Linked DNA regions of Triticum aestivum: region 2 is linked to region 1. A link is a contact called in public Hi-C data. All regions are on one chromosome and are shown on one strand. Each heading gives the region's core, a stretch centred on a gene start, on an enhancer-like site or on the middle of the called end of the contact. The rest is flanking DNA. Distances are from core to core; before and after follow the strand shown.

What was found. A called contact is a pair of places that touch in the nucleus more often than the background predicts.
Region 2: a contact with region 1 is called in a Hi-C map of leaf, with 2.8 times the contacts expected there. The contact joins the promoter of LOC123149057 here to the enhancer-like site in region 1. A contact is called at or near these places in 2 of 5 Hi-C or Micro-C datasets (both in leaf).

The regions. Positions count from the first base shown.
Region 1 is chr7A:125,971,774-125,978,068 of IWGSC CS RefSeq v2.1, reverse strand. LOC123150906 (kinesin-like protein KIN-7D, chloroplastic) reads right to left here. Exons shown (of 23, transcript XM_044570711.1): 19 at 6,146-6,265; 20 at 6,014-6,064; 21 at 5,394-5,441; 22 at 5,124-5,327; 23 at 3,936-4,680. The coding sequence ends at 4,165. Among protein-coding and RNA genes, the nearest start is that of LOC123150906, 10 kb to the right of the region's middle. Within about 2 kb of position 3,143, at least 2 of the 8 cell types and tissues checked have an H3K27ac peak or open chromatin away from gene starts, as enhancers often do. A contact at or near this core is called in leaf, where this site is marked.
Region 2 is chr7A:126,115,291-126,121,585 of IWGSC CS RefSeq v2.1, reverse strand. LOC123149057 (pantothenate kinase 1) reads right to left here and starts at 2,928. Exons shown (of 17, transcript XM_044568595.1): 1 at 2,613-2,928; 2 at 2,372-2,503; 3 at 1,873-1,913; 4 at 610-726; 5 at 298-417; 6 at 117-211; 7 at 1-41. The coding sequence starts at 2,733.

The sequences.
Region 1 (6,295 bases), core at 1,894-4,393:
GCCGCTGCCCCTCGCCGGCCGCTGCGCGTAGTAGAAGGGCGCGGCCGCAGGCTGGTAGGAGGAGTAGGGGCCGCCGTAGCCGTAGCCGCCGCTCGCCATCGTTCGTGTCTGCGAGAGCTAATAATCCTGGCGAAGAAGAGTTCCGATTCTTCTCTGGATCTCTGGACGAATCTGATCTGCTGGCTCCTCTTTTTCTTGCTTGCGCTGCTAATATGGTCGTGGTCGTGGAGAAGGGGCTCGTGTATATATATGGCAGGAAAAGAGATGGTATGGAAGTTGAAGGCGATATGATATGATGGGGACGCGAGAGGTAGCTTTACTTGGGATGAGAGGATTCCTTCCAAGTGATGGTATCCCTACCAAAGCGCAGCAACCGCAAATCCGTAGCGCATTGGAAAACAATTCTGCGAGGACCACATGTCATGATGGAATAAAATACTCCCTCCATTCCTTGAGAGTGAAGTGCATCCTAGGTCCTCGAACTATTTCGATGGTGTCATGTAGGTCCTCAAACTATGAAAAGTGTCATCTAGGTCCTCAAAAATCTTTAAAGTGTAATAAGCGTGTGTATATGTGACACCTCTAAAATAGTTCAAGGACCTACGTGACACCTTTAAAATAGTTTGAGGACTAGGATAACTCACATATTGCACTTTGAGGACCTGAATAACGATTTTCACAGTTCGAGGACCTACGTGACGCCTCTGAAATAGTTCGAGGACCTATGACGCACTTCACTTATCCCATAATATAAGAGTGTTTTTTGATAAAGTTTTTTTTCATTCCATATCATTGGTAAAGAAAACAAATCATCCCCGAAGCAGAATTTTGAACCATCACCTTCACAACGACGCCTAGACGCCGGTGCACTAGAACATGTTGCTGACGTGGTAACGGCAGAAGCGGCGGCTCTGGTTGTAGGACTGAAGCTTGCTCTCTCGATTGGTCTTCACACTATTGTCGTTCGAATGGATAATCAAGCTGTTGTGGATGCTATGAATCTCAACACAGGCTATTCTATGGTTGCTGACCCAGTACTGGAAGAATGTCGATAGTTAAGTAATGAGGTCCGGAATGTCTTTTTTGAATTTTGTAATAGAGAGTCGGATATTGTAGCTCATTCTTTAGCTCAACAGGGACGTGTTGATCCACCGTCTGTGTGGTCGGACTCACCCCCTAGTTTTATCTCTCGTTACCTTGCGGATGATGTAAGCATTATTTGATGTTAATAAAGCCAACCGTAAGGCCTTCCTGTCGGAATTTGTTTTTAAACCAGCACCTTCACAACCACGCCTAGACGTCGGTGCACTATGTCACCGCATGATCGCCATCCAACACTCTACTGACCTACTCACACAGAACTAGCCGTCAAGAGCAGAAATCATCGGAAGGGAAGAGGCCATCTCGTCGTTTGCGACGGCCATATCGGCGTTGCCTAGATGCCATTCTGCAAGGGCCCTGATCCAAAACCGGGCAATTGGTATCTCTCGGCCGATGCCTTGGTCTTGTCAAGTTGTGCCCACCCTGGCCACCTTCTTCCTTCCCGAGCTCCTCCGCAAGCAGCGCTTCCTCTACGGCACCTCCCCTTCATAGCTCGCCCATGCGTGCATAATGCCTCCCCTGAGTGCCTCTGTCTCTTGCATTGCTTCCTTCCGAGCACATTTATCTGCTGCGACATGCCGACATCTCCCTTCCCAACACCTCCTCCTCCTAAGCACCACAGATAGCAGTTGTGTCATATATGTTTGATCATCGCTATAATAGTCGCTAGTATGATGATCGACACACAAAGAACACTCTAGCAGAGCCGTCATATGCATCAAGATCGCCAAAATATATGAAGCTCTATCATAAAATGACCTCGTAGCCTCCAAATATGGAGGTTGTGGAGGCCTCGTATGGAGATCGTCGTGATGTTTACATTGCCTTTTCATGTCGCATGTATTGCAATATGACACAGAGACGGATTTTATATTTCCGCTAAGAAGTTAATGGAAATGGGCAGTTGGAAATGAACAGTTTTTTTTACGCCCACTCGACCACTCCAGCCTTCACTGTCTCTGTTTGCCTGTTCCGGTCGTCAAAGTAGTTGACCCTAGGGGCCGGCGTAAATTACCGCTGCCCAACGATTATGCGAGCCAATGGAGCGGCGACGGCGTCTGCTAGGTAGTACGACGACGAGGGTCCTTGGAAAGTGTCCTCGGCGTCGCTGTCGCCCGTAGTGCCTTGCCTGTGTCATAGCCTCATAGGTGCCGCAAGTACTTTAGGTGATGGCAAAAGTCGGGGATCTTTGTCACCAGATGGGGCTTTTGAGTTTTGATGATACCTTTGGGCGGTTGATCGTGCACTCACTACGCTCACGCCTACAATTATCGTACATGGAAAAGGCGGTTATCATCCGATTTCCGTTGGTACTTCAAAGTGAGTATATTATTGCTGCTGTTGCGTAGTGTACAGACGCATACTTGCTCCACTATTATTCCTGCAATCATTTGGCGGCCTGCCCTGATCGTGGGTGAGGGGGTCGCCGGACGCACGCACATGCGCGCGGCGACCCCGCCAACTTTTCGGGGTGCATGCCGTGCATGGACGTAGTATATGCGAGCCCGCGAGAAACAGTACAAGGAACATGTTACACGGCTAGATCAGCAGAGCCTCCGTAGTTTTGTATACGCGATTTCGTGTTTCGGTTTCGCCAAGTCTGACCTGCAGGCTGCAGCTGCTCTGAAACGGACCAGTCCAAAGCCAGAGCAAATAACTTACAAACTTGCACTCCACGACACTGCAGGCTAAGTTTGAAAACCGCGGCCCTGCGGCATGTTTCACTTTCACGCACTGTTTGCGTCCCCATGACCCCCATCGACGTTGAAAAACAGAAGAAGGGAGCCACTGCATGCACCAGGCTTGACTTGCAAGCTGCCACTTCTGCCACAGTATGTACTGTAGATCAGTAGACGATGTTACAGGGCAATGTCGCTTCGCCACGCACGCACGCATGGCGGCGGCGGCGTCAACGAACCGCAGCGGCGGCACGTAAAAGCGGGACTTTCGGCGTGGCGCGGCGACCGGCGAGGGTGGCTTGTCCAGATGCGCTTGTAAAGTTGCTCTGCGCCTCGTTTCCACGACCTGGCCGGTGCCTGCTTGCCTGCCTTGCACTGCACAGGATGAAGAAGTCTGCGGTCCCTGTGATCTGACCTGACCTCACCGATGGGAGCCGTCGCCGTTGCTTTCTCTGTTCGATAACGATGGCCACCAACGGCCAGCTGCGGCTCCAGTTCGGCCGACGACCAAGGAGAGATAGCTCGCACCCGTGGCCACACGATAACCAGAAAAGTGTTTGGCAAAGGAAACGGGCCGCGTACGCTTCTTTGCGATGAACAGGAAACAAGATACTCCATACATACTCGTATGTTTGAAGTTGATTGTAAGACACAACACTGAACGTATAACCACATTCCACGTACTACGCTACATTGCCGGTCGCCAATGACCAAAAGTTGCAGTCACCAATCAGACCCGCAATGGGAATCGAACTGAAATTTTGATTTGGGCCAGTCAATTTGGCCTGGATCAGTTTGAAGTGTTAGATGAAAAACAAACAGCCCAGATTATGCCTTCTTCCTCCATGCGTTTTCCAGATCGCATATTTTTCATGCTGCCACCGCCACGCCGTAGCGCCCTCCCCTCAACCTACCCCCACCACCGGTCTTGCCGCCGCCCACGGCCATCCCTCTAGCCCCGTCAATGTCCATTTTTTTCCTTCGGCAAAGCCCCACCCTAAGCCCTAAGATAGAAAATGGGATGATGACGGCGAGCCTTTTCTTTCTCTCAGGCAAGGCCCTTCCTTCTCCTTCCTTCATTCAAAATCAACTGACTCGAATTTGAAATTCAGCTGACTGACATTGTAGCTAAAGTGCAATACAATCATCACAGCATAGGCATAAAACCTGCATCACGATACCCACTGATTTGCACTAAAAACGAGTATTCCACAAATATACAAACTCATTCACACCATGGTACAGGTACAGTTCTCTTACACACAAAACCCCCACAACCTGCAAGCACAACACACGTACCGAAGATCGGGTGATCATATATATACAAACGACTATCGCTACCATCATCAATTGGATAATCTCGAGGGTCGTGGCTTGTGGTCCACTATACAATCGTGTGTATGGCATCTGAATCATCTTCGCAATTTCCCTCAGCCTTCCTCAGTTTCGCCACCAGGGTCCATATATTTGCGAGCTCGCCCTCCAGGAACGCCTCCTTCTGCTTCGACTCCTCGATTTTCTTCTGAAGTTCAGCTTCTCTCTGGTCCTTCTCCACGAGCATGGCCTCCAGAGCTTGCTCCCTCTGGCTGCTTGAGTTCGTGTCCCTTTTACCACCCGGTTCGTGCCGTTCGATGTGGCCGCCCTTTCGAGCTGCCTTCGGGCTATGGCTTGCTCTTCGTGGAGTCGAGTTTCTCGCCGACTCCAACTCGCCGGCGAGCTTCTCGTTCTGCTTGACGAGCTTGGTGACTTCTTCAGAAAGTGCTCTCAGTTCCACACCCGCGGCTGAGGCCAGGCCCTTGGCGTACGTGCTTTCCTCCAGAAGTTCCTGGTTACGGGCCTCTAGCTGAGCTTTGACTTCAGTCAGTTCGCACAATCTCTGCTTCAGTTCGCCGATCTCTGACTGAAGAGGAATACAAGTAACATAAGAGCACCATATATACTTTTGGTCCCCAATCACATAAACTAGCTAAATGAGTAACGTATAAACTAAAAAGAGGTAATGTGCCGTATTAGATAAATGGAAGAGCAGCATCCGCGACAGGCTAATTGTGTGATGCCTGTTTTGAAGCACTAATTTGCAGGATTATATTGGAATTGAAGAAAACTAAAAACTGTATTGCTAATTAGCAATAACTAAGGACATGACAAGTGTACGTGCAGTATCATGACAAGCAAAGGGCAAAAGGTATAATGTCATCTAGGCCAATCTTATCATCAGATGCATGACACACAGAATACATGTGCCAAGCACCGGGCTATATAGGCTTCAGTTCAGAGGATAGGAAAACTGGACTTGCATCTGAACGGAAGGATGATGGACCAGAGTGTAGAGACAAGCCAAACCTGTGATGTGTTTTCCAGTGGCTTTTCAGACACATCACTGGATAATGGATTATCATTATGAACTTGCGATCCAACGTCATGGCCGATGCCTGTTTGCTGCTGCAATCTGATTCTTTCTGGTAAAAACTCGTCAATTTGAAGAGCTTGGACGATCTGTTCTTTCAAGTAAACAACCGTTTCTCGCAACTCTTCACATTCGATTGCCTGATAAAGAAAACTTGTAAATTACAAACTTTTGCGCTTATTTCTAAACATATAATCAAATATAACCTTTTTCTCTAGCTGGTCTTCCAGTATCCTGTTATCTGCTGTTTTCACCTGCAGTACATACAGAAAATGACCTTGCAATAACTGAAAGAAACTTATAGCAGCACATTCAACATACAAACTTTTTTTGTTACCAGCCATACAGTTCAATAAGAGAGGATGAGCATATAGCAGGCCAACTTGGGTAAACAAAGGGGTGCTCTCTTGTGAAGGAAATACAATTTTGGGTGAGAGAACACCAGTACATAACTGAAAATTTGGAATCGCTGCATCAAAATTTCTAGTTTCAGTGCTCCTTCCCAACAATACTACACCAATTCAAAACGCAATGGATTCAGTATGGTTTTACTACAGAAATTCGGAATACTTTGGTTTTCATGTATGTGTCCCCTCTTTTGGAGTATATGCTAATGTGGACAATTTTGTACCTGACAATTGCAATTTGTAGTTTCAAATACCTTAACTTTAGTGCTCATTCCATTTTTCTGATAAAAAGCTGAAATAGCTCTTTTCGAGAGAGGGTTGAGCTTCATCAAACAGTATTCATAACATGCAGAAAAACTGGTCACATTTGTATTAAGAAGAGAATAAAAGAGGAAAGATTCAGTAGAACGCCTCCATACCTCAAGTTGAAAGGCCTTCTCATTGAGTTGCTTAAGTATCTTAGTGTAATACTGAAGACAATGAAATAGTCTGTTATGTATGCATATCAAAAGAGCAAGATCAAAACCGCATATAGTGCACATAAACATTACCGATGAAAGTTTTGAAGTGTCAAGCTTTTCTTGACTGTCTAACACTGAATGAACATTTTGATTTTCCAAAGATATTATCTGCCGCTTGCATTTAATCTCATCATTGGCCATCTTTTCCATCTTCAGACAAAGGCACAATTTTGAAGAACA
Region 2 (6,295 bases), core at 1,679-4,178, 140 kb before region 1:
AATTGTCCCCTTTCTGGCTTAATTGCAGGAATTCATCATAACTAAGAGAACAATAATATATTAGTGGGAAAAATATGTAAACCAAGATATTTATGATGCAAAAGGAAACACATTACCTCTTGCAGCCTGTTAATAGTTTTGCTAACCCAAACATAGTACCGCCACCAATATGTGTCCCAGTTACCCTTTCAAATTTTCTATTTCCAGTGACCTGCATTATACTTGATAACACATGGTTATATGAGCTGCATTCTGCTGTATTTCCATATGAGAATCATGATGACGAAGAAGTGCAACCTTTAATATGCTAACTCCTGAGCCAATGTTCACAAGAAGGTAAGGAAACAAGTTATCTGGGGAAATATCAATCGAGTTCCTCTTTCCACTCATGTGTGTGAAGGCTGCGCCAGGAACATTCTGCAAGGAAGCATCAGTTAAATGGAAAACCAGATCTAAATGAGAAATAAATATCAAGAATGCAGTAATACCTTACAAAATATTAACCGGAAAGAACCATATTTTAAGCAGTGTTACAATGTGAAAGAATTTTTAAAGTTCAAAATCCAAATGAGAAGGTATGTGGTATGATGAGAGCAGCTTACAACTCACCTGTAACAAAAAGTTTGCTCCAGAAACAACACTGTCCATTTCATCAAGCTTGTCAAGACTAACACCTAATTTTTGCCGAAAATCATCACCAAATTTATATGATCCACCACCTGTTGCCTGCAAATGATCTCCATTACAGTCGATTCTGGTCAAGCTATTTTACAATCAAACAATACAAAATAAAATGACAAGGGTACGTGTTAAACATTAAACAAGGCTGTAATACAAAACACAAACAGACAATATTAAGCTCTAAATTCTCAAGCAAAGGTATATTCAATATGGAAATCAGAATTCACAAGCACACGTCATTGGTCATTCTTGTGTTTGCAATTATTGATACTTGGGGCAGCCGAGTTGCCGAGGGTTTTGCCTCAGCTACAAGTATGCACAAGTCTCAACTCTAGGGGCGAAATCTATGTTTCCTAAACGCGCCAAAAACAGTTACACTCTGTCGCTTGGCGACAAAAGTTTGTTCCTGCAACTCTTTAGGAGTATCTATTAGTGATAGCGTGGGTCCATGAAAATTAATTTCAAGAATTATTTTTAACAATAAATTGTAAATAGTAAGAATGATTTTAGTGGATCTGGATTTTGCCAAAGTGCAAACCGACATTAATACGCTCCACATTATTCATTTAAGATATTTGCATATGGTATTCAAGCAATCAGAATTCACAAGTGCATATCATTCGGCATTCTTGTGTTTGCAATTATGATACTTTGGGCAGTGGAATAAACGAGGGATTTGCCTCAGCTAAAGCCTACAAGTATGCCAAGTATTAACTCAGGAGGTGATATCTGTGTTCCCTGGTGCACCAAAAACAGTTATAATCTGTTGCCTGACGACAAGAATTTATTCTGCAACTCTATAAGAGTATTTATTATCGATAGCGTGGGTCCATGAACATTAATTTCAAGAATTATTTTTAACAATAAATTGAAACTGGTAAGAATGATTTTGGTGGATGTTGACAGGAGCACTAATAAATAGTCTTATAGAGTTTCAGGGATGTTGATAGCGAACCAAATCCCATGTAACTGTCCAAGGCACTGGTGCAGAATGAATGTGTCATTTGAAAATTTACATTTTGGGTAAGAGAAGAGGTAAAGCAGGTCATACAAGTTACCGCAAATAAATAGATAAGAACTTCCAAGTGCTAACTGCATAAATGATCTCCATTTTTATTAACGTATTCATCTTGTGGGTCATAAGCCCAAAAGGTCGTTGCTACTTGCTAACACAAGAAAAACAAATCATACCTTCAGTGTCATATTTTCTTTGCTTGACCCTGTCGTTGTCCCTGGCATGAGAATGTTACACTTCAACCCATGATAAAGATAAAACTCCAACACATAACTAAATCATCAAACAACAGAAGCTGAAACCTTTTTTTTTAGTTGGGCAGAAGCTGAAACTTGACAGAGTGAAAACAGAGTAAAAAACTGTGTTTGCATCGCAGAAAAGAGCAATTGCAAATGCCGTAACTGTTGTCAACAGCTAAATTCTAGATTCCCCTCGTCCTAAAATTGATCATGAGCTACAAGTCGACAGCAACAAACTTCTGAATGCTCTGAAGAACACCCTAGCTCACGAGCAAGTAACAGCTGCTGATCAAAGCCATCCTATCCTACTTATTTTCCAGCGGAGCAGGGTCACCCAATTCTCCAATCTCCACATTGCGTGATTAACCGTGCCAGGAAGCCAAATGAGGTAAAGAAGAATCAATCAATTCGGCGCTGCAGCCAGCGAGGTGCATACCATTGCAACCGAGGAGGCCTTGTGCCCGGACGAAGTCGAAGCAGTCGTCGAGCCTCCGCCTCTCGAACTTGGCGAACCGCAGCTCCTCCTCGCCGCCGCAGCTGGCCGTGTACACCAGCTTTATCAGGGTCCCTGCGACCGCGGCACCCTCGCCCTCAGCCAGCAGCATAAAGACCACCGAGACCAGCCGGAAATCCAGAATTCAGAAGCAGCCGGGAGCTTATAAAAAATTAAGAATTACCTCCGATGTCGAGGGCGAGGAGCGGGGAGGCGGCGGGCTGGCGGGGGAGGAAGATGGGCGGGCTGCCGTCGCCTGGGTCGGCGCGGATCTCCGCGCCGGAGAGGTCGATCTGGCGGCCCATTGCAGCACGGATCGCCGGCCCCTCGGGGATCACGCGCGCATTTGGCTGCCGTGCCGCGCCTCCTCGTCGCGTTTGACTGCCGCGCTTGGACTTTGCGGGGAAGTGGAGTAGTAGTAGGCAGGCAGGCGGCTAGCTGGTGCGATCGCAGCTGGGCGCTGGTGGGTGAGCAGTAGGGCAGGGCAGGGTGGGTGGGTGGTGGATGATGAGAGATCCCAGCCAGAGTCAGTCAGAGGCCAAGAAGAATAGAAGGAGGGTCGGAGTAAACAGGTCGGATTGGGATTTGGATTGGATTTGGGTGCCAGGCAAGCCAGCCAAGTCTCCTGCCTTGCCGGGCCTCTTTTTTAATTTGGACAGTGATAGCTTGGAACTTGGACAGTGTTGGGCTGTTGGCTACTCCAAAGGAATGGCAACTTGCGTTCAAGTGGGAATTGAAAACATCATAATAATGGATCTTGGGCTCCATGGAAGCATCTCAAATGTCGAAAATTTCTGACTTTATTCTTTGTTGTGTACATGTACATTTGTATGTGAGCTACTGCAAGATTTTTTTTAATACCTATGCAATACTGGTTACATTGTAGGCATTCAGACACGGGCAATGTATAAACATGAACCATGTAAGCAGACCTTCGCCATTATGGATGAGTCCTGCCTTGTTGATATACGGAACACGTAAGATGATGATACGGTACGGCGTTTTGTGGGTATGTACCGAGGATGGGTCACAGAAGATGTTGTAAGGTATGGCGTTTTGTGGGAGCGTATGGAGAATGAATCAATGAAGATGTTGATAAAGTATGCCATTTTGTGAGAATGTACAGTGAATTGATCACGTAAGATGTTGATAAAGTATGCCGTTTTGTGGGTATGTATAGAGAATTCAACTGCCGAAAAAGTACAAGCGTGCAAACGTATGAGAGCTGAAAATACCACATGGTCTGCCTTAATTGTTTATTGGGGACTTCAATGAAATTCTCCATTCTTGTGAGTGGTGTGTGGGACCCTCACTCACGACTGTACGTGCAAGCGTTTCATGATGTGTTGGATGATTGTGAGCTGAAGGATGTCAGCTACGTAGGGGACGAGTTTACGTCGACGTCTGGAGCTATACGCGAGTGCCTTGATCGCAAGGTAGCTACTGAAAGTTGGTGACAATTGTTCCCGACAACCGCCATTATGAACATGGGGTTCAATGGATTGGATCACCGACCATTACTGCCAGATACCGATCACTATGCTACAGAACTAAATGGTACTCAGAGAAAGAAGTGGTTTGAAGCGTACTGGCTTCTGGAAACAAGTTTTGCTAATGCCGTATCAGATGACTAGGGGGAGGCGGGTATACGTGAGTCCACCGGTGGCGTGCTGCCTAAGTTAGGTTACCTCTGCGTTGGGCTTCACGAGTGTGACAACATGTTACTGAAGGAACCACAAATTTTTTGCATAAGGTTCGGCAAGAGATCTAAAGGGTGATGTGTAGCCCTATAATACATTGAGACTAAAGTGGAGAAAGAGGAACTCACAAGTGAAACTGGAAAGATGCTAGAATAAGAGGAGATCCACTAGTGGTAAATGGCTTGTGTGAACTAATTGAAGAACAACGATTGGAATTCCAAAAAAACATGGTTTCACGTCAAAGACGAAGAGACACAATCATATCATAAAACTGGAAAATGGCCAAGACAGTTGGATGGAAGGCAATGACCTACTGAGGCTGCTTATTCGGGATTATTTTCGTCATCTTTGTTCATCGAAAGTCCTTGGTACTAACCATGCTATCCTGGATAAGATTGTGTTGTGAGTTGCTCAGGATATGAATAACCACCTGGTAGCCCCGTTATGGGCAAATGATGTGAAGAATGATGTTTTCGGAGTTGGCGATCTAAAGGTCCCTGGGAGTAATGTCCCACACGCCATATTTTTCAAGAGGATTTTCATCTCGTTGGGAAGGAGATCACCTATGAAGTTCTTGCAACAATTAATAATAAGCTTATTCTAGAAAATTAGAGCCATACTACAATTTGTCCTAGTTTCAAAGGTTGATGCACCAAAACTAATCACCCAGTAGCATATGCAATGTTACATACAAAATAATCTCCAAGATGCTCGCGGGAGATTGAAGACAATTCCTTTAGATATCATTGCATTGTCCTAGAGTGCATTTATTCCTTCTAGCATAATAATTTATAATGTTTTAGTCGCTTATGGGAGTATCCGTACAACTAAGAATAAGAGAAGAGGCATACATTCAGACCTTCAGACGTGGGCCATGTATAATCATGAATTATGCAAGCAGATCTTCGATATTATGGATCAGTCCTACCTCATTGATGTATGGCTCACGAAACATGTTGATAAGGTATGTCATTTTCTAGGTATGTATGAAGAATGGATCACGTGGTATGTTGATAAGGTATGGTGTTTTGTGTGTATGTACGTAAAGTTCAACTAGGCAGAAAAGTACAAACGTGGCTATGAGAGAGCTGAAAGTGCAACATGGCCTACTTTGGTTATTTATGGGGGGCTTCAATGATATCCTCAATTTCCATGGGGGTGCTCACCCACAATTGTGCGTGCAATCGTTTCACAATGCGTTGGATGATTGCGAGTTCAAGGATGTCAGATATGTTGGGTATGAGTTTACCTGGACATGCGGAGCTATACGTGAATGACTGGATCGCGGGGTAGCTGCTGAAAGTTGGTGATCACAATTATTTCCGATAGCAACCATTGCGAACATGGGGTTTAATGCTTCCGATCACCGGCCATTATTGCCTGATAAGGATCACTATGCTACAGTACTAAATGGTAATAGAAAGAAGATGTTTGAGATGTGTCGGCTTCTGGAAGCCAATTTTGTTGATGTCGTATCAAATGCCTGGGAGTAGGCTAGTATAGGTGAGTCTACCGGTGGCGTGTTGCCCAAGTTAGGTCACCTCCGTGTTGGGTTTCATTAGTTAGGCATCTTGTTACTGAAGAAACCACATAGACATTTGCATAAGGTGCAGCGAGAGCTCGAAAAGGGTTATGTGAGGCCAAAGACACATGAGAATAGAGTGAAGCGAGAGGGAATCACAAGTGAAATTGAAAAGATGCTTGAACAAAAGGAGATCTAGTAGTGACAAAGGGCTCGTGTGAACTGGTTGAAGAACGAAAACCAGAATTCCAAATTTTTCCATGGTTTCACATCAAAGAGGAAGAGACGCAATCACATCATAAAACTGGAAAACGACCAAGATAGTTGGATGGGAGGTCATGACCTACTAAGTCTGCTTATTCGGGATTATTTGCGTCATCCTTTTTCCTCGAAAGTCCTTGGTACTGACCCTGCTATCCTTGATAAGATTGTGTTGTGAGTTATGCTGGATATGAATAACCACATGTTAGCCCTGTTCTAGGCAGATGATGTGAAGAACGATTCTTTTAGTATTGGAGATCTAAAAAACCCCTGGGACTGACATCCTACCCGCCATATTTTCAAGAGGTTTATCATCCCATCGGGGGGATATCACCTATGAAGTTCTTGTAGCAATTAATATAATCTTATTCTAGAAAGTTGGAG